Regions from separate parts of the Mus musculus genome. Here regions 1, 3 and 4 are each linked to region 2. The links are chromatin contacts, called in public promoter capture Hi-C maps. All regions are on one chromosome and are shown on one strand. The core of a region is the stretch at or near the end of the contact, and the rest is flanking DNA. Distances in the headings are between cores, read along the strand shown. Region 1 holds the start of Slc35d2 (solute carrier family 35, member D2). Region 2 holds the start of Fbp2 (fructose bisphosphatase 2). Region 3 holds the start of Ctsl (cathepsin L). Region 4 holds the start of 1810034E14Rik (RIKEN cDNA 1810034E14 gene).

Region 1 (3,197 bases), core at 568-3,067, 1.3 Mb after region 2:
TTTGCTTGTGAGAGGGTGTTAGATCCCCTGGAGTTGAAGTTATAGGTAGCTGTGAACAAACCCATATGAATACTAGGCTTTGAAGATGGTTTGGTGGGGAAAGGGGCTTGCTGCCAGGCCTAACAAACTGAATCCATCCCTGAGACCCACACAGTGGAAGGAAAAAACTGACTCTTGAAAGTTGTCCTCTGACCTATACACACACACACATTCAATGGCATTCAATGGCTTATTGCTGGTACACTAGGATGTGAAATTAAGGCGTTTTGTTTTGTTTACCTGTTCTATTCACTTCAGTTACCTATGTGCCTGAGAATATGGCTGTCACATCCTGAGCACACACTGTCATTAAATTTATGAAGGCTCTGTCCCCGCCCTCCTGTAAAGTTCTCCTGGGGGTCTTCTTGGTACTTGGTCACTCCCTTCCAGTCATCTAGCCAAGTTGACTTTCTCTCTGCTCTTCCAGGAAGCCAAGCTCTTGCTGCTCTCTTCTGCCTGATGTTCTGGCCCCAACCTCTGACCCTCTTCTCTCTTGGGTCACATCTGCAATGCTTTATCAGTTCTTGAACCTGTTTGTTGTTGAAGTAGAACTTCCATCGAAGATGTTCCACATGGTCTATACCATTTTTTCCACAACATACCATGGGATCAGCATAGTAGGTACTCAATAGTATCTGTTGGACTTACAACTTGTGGACCCGATATGGATCTGAGTTTTCCCAAATATAAGACAAAAAAAAAAAAGCAGAACTGTGGGGTTTACAAAGAGCCCTGGGTTGTGGCAGCTCAGGCAAGGCCCTAGGAGGTTAATACCATGCTTATAGTCAGCTAGGTTCTGCATCTAAGGAAAATGCTAAGTATGGCCAGGGAGCAATCACCCCTGGGGCCAGATTTAAAACCACAGTTCTCTCCGGATTCAACCACAGAGTAGAATTAAATAGGATATTATTATAGTCTTTACAAATAAGTTCAAAGAAGCACAGAGTTGCTGGTGCATTCCACTCTGATCTTAAAAAAAAAAAAAAAAAAAAAAAAAAAAAAAAAGCTGATCTTGTAAACTTCTAGTTGTTCTGATTATCCAGAAATACGATGGTTATTTGAGAATGGATGATTAGCCTATATAAACAAACCACACAAGTCCAGATGTAATCGGTGGAACATGCATTTTTGTTTTGTTTCGTTTGTTTTGCTTGGAGCTGGAGATGTATCTCAGTGAAAATGAAAAGCCTTGGGTGGCTTCCTCTGTACAAAACAGGTGTGGTGTCACACATGGAAGGTGGAGACAGGAAAACTATTAGGTAGTCCAGAAGTTAACCTGGGGTGCATGAAATCCTGTCTCAAAAACACCACGAAGATTAAAAGGTAATGATTTGCTCAAAATACATTTATGTTTATGATGTTGTAACCTGTAATAACAGCACTAGAGAGGCTCAGTCATGAGGATTTGAGTTCGAGGCCAGCGTGAACTATCTGATGAATGCCTGTCTTAAAATAAGTCGTCACTTTTTTCTCAGTTGCTGAACTTACTTAATGCTTGCAAAGGTGGCTTTTAAGTTCAGCTGGTGTATGTTCTTGATCCCAAGTGGACTTTGTTGGGTAGTGACTTGGTAAAGGCAGAGCACACTCGGCTTTCCAAGCCCCGGCCACCCTGCATCCCTCATAACCAGCCTCACCCGTATGTGGTCAGCAGCGCCTTGTTGACCAGCACGATGAGGAAGGAGCATGTGCCATAGAAGAGCGCCGACAGCAGCCTGGCCAGGCGAGAGGGCAACGGCGCCGCGTTGGGCTCCTCCATCTCTGCCCTCCGCCGCCCGGCCCAAACCCAGCCCGCGGTCCCGCCCCCAGCGGCCCGGGAAGAGGGTGCGGCAGGAACAGGAAGAGCCTGGGCGCGAACTCCGACCACGGCCCGCCCCGCACCCCGCACCCCGCACCCCCGCACCACGCACTGGTGCTTCTAGTGCGCTCTCTCCTTGGAGGTGTCCACCTCCCGGGAAAGCCGAAAAACTGCCTTAGCCGGCACCCCCAGAAAGGCTGAGGTTCGTTTCCGTTTTTGTTTGTTTGTTTTTAAAAAGTATAATTTATGTCCTACGGGACGCGCCTGATTAGTGAGTTACAGATGCGTTCTTGACAAATGAACAGAACCAAGCAAACACGTAAATCTGAGTACAACATCCCCACAAAGGGCAAGAGTCCCCCTGAGTACTTAGGGTGTATCAGCTGTGGTGCTGGGCTACACCTCCCTGCGTGTGTTCAGAGCGCCCCCATCTACCCCGGTGGTTGGCATGATGGTAATTCCCAATTTACAACTATTACTAAAAATGCTTCCAGGCATACTTCAAGACAAGTGCTCGTGCGGAACGCTTCTGTTTCTCGTTCATAAATGCCTAAGACTGGCATCCACCATAAATGCCATGTATTCGGCTTCTCTTCCTCTGGACACTTTTGGTAAATTCAGGCCTCCCTCACAAAAGGCCCACTTCTCCCTAGGACAGCAGCCCCAGGATCCCTGGTTCTTGTGAATAAAAGCTCAAAGCTGTAGAACGACTCTCAAGTTTGTTCTCATGTTCAGATGTATTGCACTTTGATCAGTATTAACTTGCATTCCACAGCCAAAATAGTGTTTTTTTGAGTTCTGACTGCACACACCAGTGTTAGGTCCAAAGGGCTCCTCATTCCGTGGCCAAAGCGCAGGCTCACTGACTTGGTTCAAAATTGAGTATAGGCCCAGCTCAACCTGGACCATGGGAAGATTCCTGGCAGTTGGATAAATGCCAGCAGAAACAAACAATCCATAGCTTAGGGGAGATCAGCGGCTTGGTTTGGATAGGAGAACATGGAGGTGTCCCCGGTCCATCTGTGTGTATCTCTTCTGGGTGTTCTGCATTGGGGGTATTGAAGGGGCACAGAAAACTGCCAACATGACCATTCTCTCCATCATGTACCACTGAGGTGTGTTGTAGGTTAAGAAAAAGTACCCACACCGGGCGTGGTGGCGCACGCCTTTAGTCCCAGCACTTGGGAGGCAGAGGCAGGCGGATTTCTGAGTTCGAGGCCAGCCTGGTCTACAGAGTGAGTTCCAGGACAAGCCAGGACTATACAGAGAAACCCTGTCTCGAAAAAAAAAAAAAAAAAAAAGAAGAAAAAAAAAAGTACCCAGAGCAGAAGGAGAAAGAAGATGGGGCTGGTGAGATGGCTCA
Region 2 (2,898 bases), core at 35-2,534:
GCCCATTCTGGAAGCATGTTCTTAAAGGCAGAGAGCGCTTGGCCGTTCTTGCCGAATGAAGTAATCACACAGTTAAGGGACAGCACGGGCCGGGGAAAGAGCCAATCAATCATCTTTAATTTGGGTCCTGTTATCTGTTCCTAAACACGTACATAGTAAGCTCTGTGGTGGTTTTATGATTGCAATTATGAAATTAATGCTGTCACAGTTTGGGAATAAAGGCACCACACGATCGAGAATAAACATTTTAAATAGGTGGACTTTGTTGGCTCTTCTTCGAGGGTCCCCCCCCCCCACACACACACACATGTATGTCCCTTCCTTCGACTTCAGAGGGGCCCTTCACTGGAATCAAAATGGAAGTCCAAAGGAAGTGATTTCTTTTCATCATGCCTTAAAACCGTACTCCTGGCTGTGGCCAAGAGCAACTCCAGCATGAACGTGGCCCTGTTTTGCAAAAGAGAACCAAGCAAAGGTGCTCTGCTGTGCCTGCCCCAGCCCAGCCTGTCCAGATTCCTGAACACCACGTGAAGATGGAGAAAACTGAGCCAGGTTCTTTTCATGACAGTCAAGCCCCCTTAACCTGTGTTCTGGTGATTTCTACCCCACAATACTGACAGAGGTCATGACAACTGAACACACCTGTACGGGGTAAAAAAAAAAAAAAAAAAAAAAGGCATCAAAACACATTTTAAAGTCCCATTAAGACTTTGCAAATATAAGTAATGAGAATTCAATATAGGTTTTGAGGCAACAAGCTATAGTGTTACCATTATAATCCCAAGTAACCGGTAGTCACACTTTTCTCTGCAGTTTGTTGCTAAGCAGTTTTTCCCTTTCCTTGCAAAACATGCCAAAGGCTGCTTTATCAAAGCAGGCTTAAAGAATTTAAATGCAGTGTCCTTACGGCACAAAGAGCAAATTAGCTTTGGACCCCGTTTCTAGCACAAGCACCGGTCTGTGGCTTCCACACCCTGGCTTGGGTTGCCTGCGCATGCTCTCCAGGACTTACAGGTTGGCCAGGCCGGCCTTGCGCACTGCGGAAGAGATGGCTTTGATGGCAGTCAGCATCGAGTTGAGCAGCTGGGTGAGTTCTCCGGTCCCTTTGGCCTGTCGCCCCTTTTCCATAACGTAACGGGTCAGGGTCAGCATGTCTGTCTCAAAGGGGCTTCTGTCCGTCATTGTGCAAATGAGATCCCAAAGCCTCCCTTTGCTCCTTGTAGAAATCCTTGCTCTCTCAAGGCAGCAGCCTCACAGCCTACTCGTTGAAGACACACCTGCACTTGACTGTGCCAAAGTCCGAGGGAAATGAACCCCACCCCACGTGACTCAGATAGCCGGACAAGCCCTCAAGGAAACTTCCCTGGCCTCCCTCCCTGACGGTGGCAGCTGCCACAGTGCAAGAAGCAGGCTGTAAATAGTACTGCGCTACAGGGAAGGGCTGGCCTCAATCTCTACACCCAGTTTTGTTTTGTTTGATCCTAAGAAGCCAGGATCAGCCACAGGTGAAAGAAGACTAGCTAATAAAATGACTCACAAATTCCTCCTATGGGAAGCAAGAGGGCTTTCTGCAGCTAGCCGCCACTGTGTGTCATTCTGCACGGTTGAGACTCTCAGATGGCATATTGGCAGATTCTTTATCTGGGGCATAGGTCACATAACAAACTAATGGCAATCCCAGGGTGACTGGAGCAAGAGTTCTTTCAGGCTTGCTTCTATTAAGCATGTGTAACTGGAGGGATGAGGAAGATAATATTACATTCCTAGCAGAGTGTCTAGTCTCAGGGTTGATTTGCCAGTTTCTCTGGATTTTTATTTTTATTTTAAAAACCCTTGATTTGAAAACATACATCAGGACCGCACTGGCTGCTCTTGCAGAGGACCTGGCTTTGGGTCCAAATACCAACTTTTACTCTAGTTCTGGGAAGCTCCAGTGCCCTCTCTGACCTCCAGGATACCAAGCATGTAAGTGGAGCATGTGTAGGAGACAGACACACGAAATGGTCTCATAAAAAGGTGACCCGTCCAGCAGGTCCAGTTATTCGAGGGTCTCGAGGGGACCTCCTCCTAAGAACCAAATGGGGGGTAGAGAGGGACGAGGGCCTTGTGCGAATAACGACACGGAGACCTTCTAGAATGCATCAAAGCCCCCAAATGTATTAGTCAGGCCTGAGGTTTAAATGCACAAGCAAAAGGGGAAGTGCCTTTCAGCAGGAAGGATGGGGCAATAGAATTGCACAAGGAAAAGGGGAAGTACAGATACTTATCAGCGGGAGGGATGGGGCAATACAAGCAAAAGGAGAAGTACTTATCAGTGGGGGAGGGGCAATAGAATTGCACATTCTTAGGCAGTTACACGTGGAAGCAGGAACTTGGCGGTATCAGGGTATCTTGAGGTCAGGACATCCGCGCTGACTTAGGGCTGGAACAATCTGTGGTTGTTCTCGGAGCGGTGTGCCGGTGGCCCGCTTTTGACCCTCTTTTCTTCTCGGGGGAAGAGGCCCAATTCAGAGATCAGGACAATAGTGTTATCTTAATAGCTCCCAACAAAAACGCTTAAAGAAATACTTTTTAAAGGTGACCTAGAATTAACTGCTTAGAGTTGGCCATGCTCTCTGTTACTGTGATATCCTAACTTTCTCTGATGGCAGACAGACCTGGCTCTGGGTCCCAAGCTGGCTACCCAATATGTGGATTAATTTGAGAGTAATGCTCAACATGTAAGACTGTGCTTTCCTCATAAATTCAGACAACAACTGGTGGAGTGGCTCTAAGTATTCAAAATCAGTCGGTGTGCCTGGTATCCAACTCGGTGTCTTAGAAACCTATATCCTTCCAGCTCTTCAGTGTACCTAGAACTATAAGCATACATATAAATAATTTCAATATCTCCACCTA
Region 3 (2,883 bases), core at 14-2,513, 1.5 Mb after region 2:
TGACCCATCTCTCAAGTTTAGGGATCCATGAGCCACCAGCCCAGCAGTAAACCGTTCTGAGTTGAAGCATCCTTGCACGTGTTAACAAATGTGATTATGAGTGGAGAAAAACAAGTCAGGAATTAATCTTTGGAGGTTCCTAGACTCTAGCTACTGAAACAAAAACAGCCTAGTAGTCATTGGAACAGGGGTAAACCCTTTTCTCTTGCTTTTTTTTTTTTAAGGATTTATTATTATACATAAGTACACTGTAGCTGACTTTAGACGCACAGAAGAGGGTGTCAGATCTCATTATGGGTGGTTGTGAGCCACCATGTGGTTGCTGAGATTTGCACTCAGGACCTTTGAAAGAGCGGTCAGTGCTCTTACCCGCTGAACCATCTCGACAGCCCCCCCCCCACTTTCTCTTATTATAGCGCCACGGTAGTCTTAAGTCTTCCGATATTGTATGCGTCAGAATCTTAAGAGGACAACTGGGTCCAGGTCATTTATTGACAAGTATTAGTGACCCCAAGTGGGCATACAGGAGTACCCAGAGGGTGGGTTGCCACCACACACTTTAACGCACAGCTGCACATCAGGCGAACTGAAGCCTCAAGGCGATGCCTCCTTATGCGATCTCAGTTCGGGTTAGGGGCCAAGCTGGGCCCGTCCGGGGGAGAGGGGGATGGGCGTCCGCTCCGCGCTCGCGGCCACCGCCCGCGAATGTTATGGCGGCACAAGGAGCCCTGGGTCCCGTGACCAGCTTGAGGGGGTCCCGCTGTCCCTACGGGTCCCGGCAGCCCGGAGTCACATGACCTGATGAAGACCCCGCTCGACAACAAGGGCCTATCACTTCGGGGAGGCCGAGGACACATCCTCGAGATCCTGGCCCATCCGGGGGTCTCCAGTCCGGGTTGCAGATGCTATGGTTCCCACATTCTAGATTCCCCTACCTGCCCTTGCTCGGGAAGCCTTTAAACCCGCGGGGGTCACTCACCTGAGGCGGCTAGCTGCGCACAAGAAGTCTGCAAACTCGGATCCCCGGAGGTCGCCGAGGTCCGAGAATCTGGAGGAACAGCGCCGGGCTCAGGCTTTAAAGCCTCTCAGGCTACAGCCCCGACAGGGCCCGCCCCCGCCCCGTCATTGGCTATGCCTGCCTCGGGGCGGAGCCTGCGGGAGTCCGGGCGCGTGACGCCGCCGGGTCGTAACCTGTCCTGTGGTGCAAGCCTTGGGGCGAGGCTGATCCACTTTGGAGGGTCCACGCCAGCGTGGTGCCTTGGTTCTGTAAGAAAAGCGTAGGAAAAAAAAGGCCTGCTGTGGAATTTCCACCTCAGCCATACCTTTCCTTTTGTATGAAAGTTGTAGATTAAAATGTGCAGGGTGGAGAGTTGCATAACCCGTGGTTTCTGTTTAACCCACAACAATGCTGATGTAAGTGGAAGAAGACAGAGCGGAGGACAGAGTCACCTCTCCAGGGTCTGGCTGGACGGGTGTCCATAGAATTTAGATCAGCACGTGGCTTCTAACGCCGCACTTCCTGCCTTACCTATACATGGATTGTTCCTTAGGAGCATTTCTCTCAAGTCTGGTAGAAATTCTTTTCGTGGCAGGCGGGGACGCGGCGGTGGGGGTGGGGTTGTAGGATGGTGGCTAGAAAAGAAAAGAAAAAAAGCGGTTGAGAACGATGGAGACTGTTTTCCTACTTTACATTATGAATTGTTTTTCTTACTTTCAATTTTTTTCTTTCTTTTTCCTTTTTTTTTTTTTTTTTGTCTTTTCGAGACGGGGTTTCTCTGTGTAGCCCTGGCTGTCCTGGAACTCACTCTGGAGACCAAGGCTGGCCTCGAACTCAGAACCGCCTGCCTCTGCCTCCCAAGTTTTGGGATTAAAGGCATGCGCCACTTCTGGAATTTGATAAATTCGCTGGAAAAGATATAAGTATGTGTTTGAGATAGGGGTTATAGGGTTTAATAATGTAGACCAGGCAATCACAGGCATCCTGGTTTTGCCTCTCAAGAGCCGGGATTAAAGCTATCTCCGAGCTATCCGCTTTAGTTTCCTCTTCCTCACTCAAGAAGAGTAATATTTAATAGAAGGCTGTAGTTGTGTAGCTTGAAGAAATTACTTGGATAGAGAAAAAATATATATACAGGTATAGGTAAGATTGAAAGAAAATAATTCGGTAAAGTGTAATTTTTTTTTAGCCATATAAGATTTTTTTTATTGGCTATTCTGTTTAGAAGCTTTATAATATTTGAGTTTGGTTAATTTCAGTATGTGATTTTTAAAAATTTGTATTGTCTTTTTTTTTGTTTTGTTTTTGTTGTTGTTTTTGTTTTTGAGACAGGGTTTCTCTGTGTAGCCCTGGCTGTCCTGGAACTCACTCTGTAGACCAGGCTGGCCTCGAACTCAGAAACCCGCCTGTCTCTGCCTTCCAAGTGCTGGGATTAAAGGCGTGCGCCACTACTGCCTGACTTGTAATGTCTTTTATAATAGTATTTAAAATATTTTCTGAGACAGGGTTTTCAGTGTAGCCTTGGCTGTCCTGGAATTTGCTCTATAGATGAGGCTGTCCTCAAAACTCACAGAGATCCGCCAGCCTCTGCCTCCCAAGTACTGGGATTAAAGGAGTGCGCCACTACCTCCTGGCCCTAAAAGAAGTATTTTTTTAAAAGTGATTTAAAAGATCACGTTCAGGGCTTGGTGAGATTGCTTAGTGTTAAAGAGTTGCCTGAACCCAAGCCTAAGTTCAATCTCAGAGATCTATATGGTGAAAGAAGAGAGCCAAAAGTTGTTCTCTGACTTTTGTATGTGCTGTTGGCACATGTACACCTCCCCGAAAATGAGGCTTTTGTTGTTGTGGTTGTTTTTTGAGACAGGATTTTTGATTTCCTGGCTGTC
Region 4 (3,098 bases), core at 49-2,548, 1.4 Mb after region 2:
TCAAAGATGGCTTGTTTGATTTTGTTGTGTCCCCCCCACCCCACCCCATGTTTCAGATGGCAGAGGTGACAATGTGTAACTTCAAAAAGTCTCTTTGGTGAATATTAATAAATAAGCAAAGCTTTAAAGAAGAAATTGTCTTAATCTTAGTAAGGACCATGGTGGTAGGTGATTATTTCATGTAGTGGTACTGTTTCAGTTTCTGCAGCAACTAGACTAAGAAATTTCAGGAAATTCAGCATACCTCTGATAGCTAGCCTATAACCATGCATTAAGTTTACGATGACACACTGAAAATACATGTAGCAATACATGAAAATACATGTTGCTGTTTACAACTATAGAACACAAGGTGGTATGTTTATACAATTAATCTCATAGATACGTATTTTTTAAATTGGAATCACTGCTTTGGGTTTCTTATAAATTGCTGTTTAAAATCAAGGTGAATGTGAGGGGAGGCCAGACTGGGGTAGAATCTGTGTTGCATGAGTCAGATGCTGTGGAGTTCAGCAAGAAGGGAAGTGATGTTCAAAGGCTCCATCCATCTTTATTCCCACCAACCCCCAGAAAAAGGCAACATCTTAACAGCACTCAGATACCTACACCCAAAACATGGCAAAAATCAAAGTGGTAAGAAACAAGAGCCGAGACGTCCTTTTCTCAAATGGTACTTTAAACTTTCCAATCTGTATCTCCTCTCTCAGAACAGCTGCAAATATCTCCTAGTAAATGCAACAAACTTCTTGCAGCCGCATTCAAATGGGTGACAGGGCTTTGTCCTTTCTAATCACAAATGACCTTTGATCTTTGGCTGGACTGGGAATTTCACCAGCTCCCACACAGGGTGGGTGGAGAGGCTGTAGGACATAGGGGTCACAAGCACATTAAGGCACATTAAGGTTTACCCCCAAAGTCAGTGGACCCAGAAAGGAGGCCAGTTGGGCTCCTAGGGCAGCAAGTCGCTCCTCCAGCCATCCTAAGTCCTGCCCCGTGCACTCACCTCGGATCACCTCGGCCATCAGAGGGGTCCCTGCGCCCTCCCGTCTCATGACTCCAAAGCATCTGGAAAGCAGGGCAAGAGAAGGACCCGCGAGTCTGGGATGACCGCGACGGACGGACGGGAAGAAAAAAAAAGAAAGTGTGACCACACCCCCAAAGTCTAAAAAACAGTGAAGTTTAAAGGGCCGCGCCCATGCATGGGCACGGAAACGCCCTGGCGGGTGACAAGCAGCAGACTGGGAGCCAACCCCGGAAGTCCAAACTCTAGGACGTCCCTGGGGCAGCCAGGGGCCAGTCTCCTGCAAAAGGGGCCAGGCCCACGGGCAGGCGCGACCAGAGGTCAGCCGCCCTGCAGAGGGAGAAAGAGAGAAGGAAAGAGACCTGGCCCACGAGCACACGCAACTAGGTCCAAGTGTCCTGCAAAGGAAGAAAGCAGACACACAGGCACGCGCGGCCAGAGACCAGATGTCTTGAAAAGGGAGCGACTAAGCTAGCTTTGGGTACACTGGGCCAGCTCAAAACCGGCTGGCCGGTACGACCCAGGCACGCGTGATAAAGGATTTAGAGGCCAGGCCGGCGCAACCTTCCCCACAAACTCGGTCTCCCGCCCACCACCGCTGCCTGCCACCAGGGGGCACTCCCCGACCCAAGCAACGGAGAGTCACAGCTCAGATCAGACAGGCCTGCACCTGGGCTCTTGCACCAGAGTTCGGAAACTGCCAAGTGACTCTGCTGGAGTTGGACATGAATATAATCCAGTACGTGGAGGCAGAAAGAGGAAGGAAGATCAAGAGTTCAAGGTCAGTCTCCCCTAAAGAAAACTCATCAGGTAAAAGTACTTGCCCTTCAATGTTGTAAGCCTGAGGACCAGAGTTTAATGCCCAGAAACCACTCTACAAAGTTATCCTCTGACCTCCCCACACAGTGGGGGTAGGGCGCACAAATTTTTAATTAAAATAAATGTAATACTCCGGTCATTTGCTATGTTAAAGGTATGGGGATGGTCTAAAAGCAAAACAGTTGATGTGCTTCCTAGCAACCATTCACAGTTTTCAGTCTATGTTCTTAATCTCAAGGGAACAAGTTAACACACAGGATGGGATGGAGTTGACCCCACTTTTGTTGGGTGTCATATGGTGCTGAGTCTGTAGATCTTTATTACCTCCCCAAGTTTTCCCAAACTTTCTACAGAAAAGTGCTGAGAAGTGAAAAGTCGCCAATGAAAGTCCCTTGAAAGAAAATGAAAAGGGCAAGTTCTCCTAAAAATGACACATTATTTGTGATCCCCAAAGACCTGCATATTTCTTAACCTTATTCTAGAATCTCAGATGTATCAGACTGAGATCATGACCTACCTCTCTCTCTCTCTCTCTCTCTCTCTCTCTCTCTCTCTCTCTCTCTCTCTCTCTCTCTCTCTCTCTCTCTCTGTCACACACACACACCCCACAGCAGTCAGTATGGGGCACGGATTCTTTCTATACTTGTACCTGTAGCTCTGGCTGTCCTAGAACTCACTCTGTAGACCTGAGTTTGGCCTCACACTCAGAAATCCGCCTGCCTCTGCCTCCCAAGTGCTGGGATTAAAGGCGTGCGCCACCACCGCCCTGGCGATACATTCCTTAGTTTTCACAGTAATAAACAATAAGCAAGTCAAGAATATTCTAAATTCACCAAGCAAACCCAGTTTCAATTATATTATTACAAAAATTACAGAAATGCCATTTTAAAGTTTGAGGTTTTTTTTTTTCTTTTCATTATTATGTGTGTGTGGCAGTCAGAGGACCACTCTTTGAGGTCCTTTCATCTCCTGCCACCTTGTGAGTTCCAGTGACCAACCTAAAGTCATCAGGCCGTCTTGCAAGCACCCCTACCCGTGAGGATGCCTTCCATGTGTGCCTTAAAACCTGTGTGCCTGCAACTACTGACACCTAAGTCAGAAAATTGTTAAGCAGTTTTAGCATTTTTTAGAGCAGATGACCCAGCATGAAACAAAGGAGAGTAAGAAAGATTTATGCCTTTTTATAGCTTTTGAACTTTTGGTTACATATTATCTATTCAAAAGGGCAAGATTTTGAAAACTAAGCTTGCAGGGTAAT

The links. Promoter capture Hi-C pulls out the DNA fragments that hold promoters and counts their contacts. Capture Hi-C pulls out chosen DNA fragments and counts their contacts.
Region 1: a contact with region 2 is called in a promoter capture Hi-C map of hippocampal neurons, with 5 times the contacts expected there. The contact joins the promoter of Slc35d2 here to the promoter of Fbp2 in region 2. A contact is called at or near these places in 5 of 39 promoter capture datasets (the 3T3-L1 cell line, cranial neural crest, frontonasal cranial neural crest and 2 more), 1 of 115 datasets of contacts at active chromatin or transcription factors (astrocytes) and 1 of 9 other capture datasets (liver).
Region 3: a promoter capture Hi-C map of liver shows a contact between it and region 2, with 2.1 times the contacts expected there. The contact joins the promoter of Ctsl here to the promoter of Fbp2 in region 2. A contact is called at or near these places in 2 of 39 promoter capture datasets (cranial neural crest and liver) and 1 of 115 datasets of contacts at active chromatin or transcription factors (pancreatic cancer cells).
Region 4: a contact with region 2 is called in a promoter capture Hi-C map of adipose tissue, with 3 times the contacts expected there. The contact joins the promoter of 1810034E14Rik here to the promoter of Fbp2 in region 2. A contact is called at or near these places in 1 of 39 promoter capture datasets (hippocampal neurons) and 1 of 9 other capture datasets (adipose tissue).

Annotation. Positions count from the first base shown.
Region 1 is chr13:64,127,513-64,130,709 of GRCm38.p6, forward strand. It overlaps Slc35d2 (solute carrier family 35, member D2), which reads right to left and starts at 1,818. Exons shown (of 12, transcript NM_001001321.3): 1 at 1,674-1,818. The coding sequence starts at 1,795.
Region 2 is chr13:62,857,116-62,860,013 of GRCm38.p6, forward strand. It overlaps Fbp2 (fructose bisphosphatase 2), which reads right to left and starts at 1,285. Exons shown (of 7, transcript NM_007994.4): 1 at 1,013-1,285. The coding sequence starts at 1,182.
Region 3 is chr13:64,369,257-64,372,139 of GRCm38.p6, forward strand. It overlaps Ctsl (cathepsin L), which reads right to left and starts at 1,264. Exons shown (of 8, transcript NM_009984.4): 1 at 980-1,264.
Region 4 is chr13:64,247,402-64,250,499 of GRCm38.p6, forward strand. It overlaps 1810034E14Rik (RIKEN cDNA 1810034E14 gene), which reads left to right and starts at 1,299. Exons shown (of 3, transcript NR_045798.1): 1 at 1,299-1,802. The region is part of intron 1 of Cdc14b (CDC14 cell division cycle 14B); the gene reads right to left.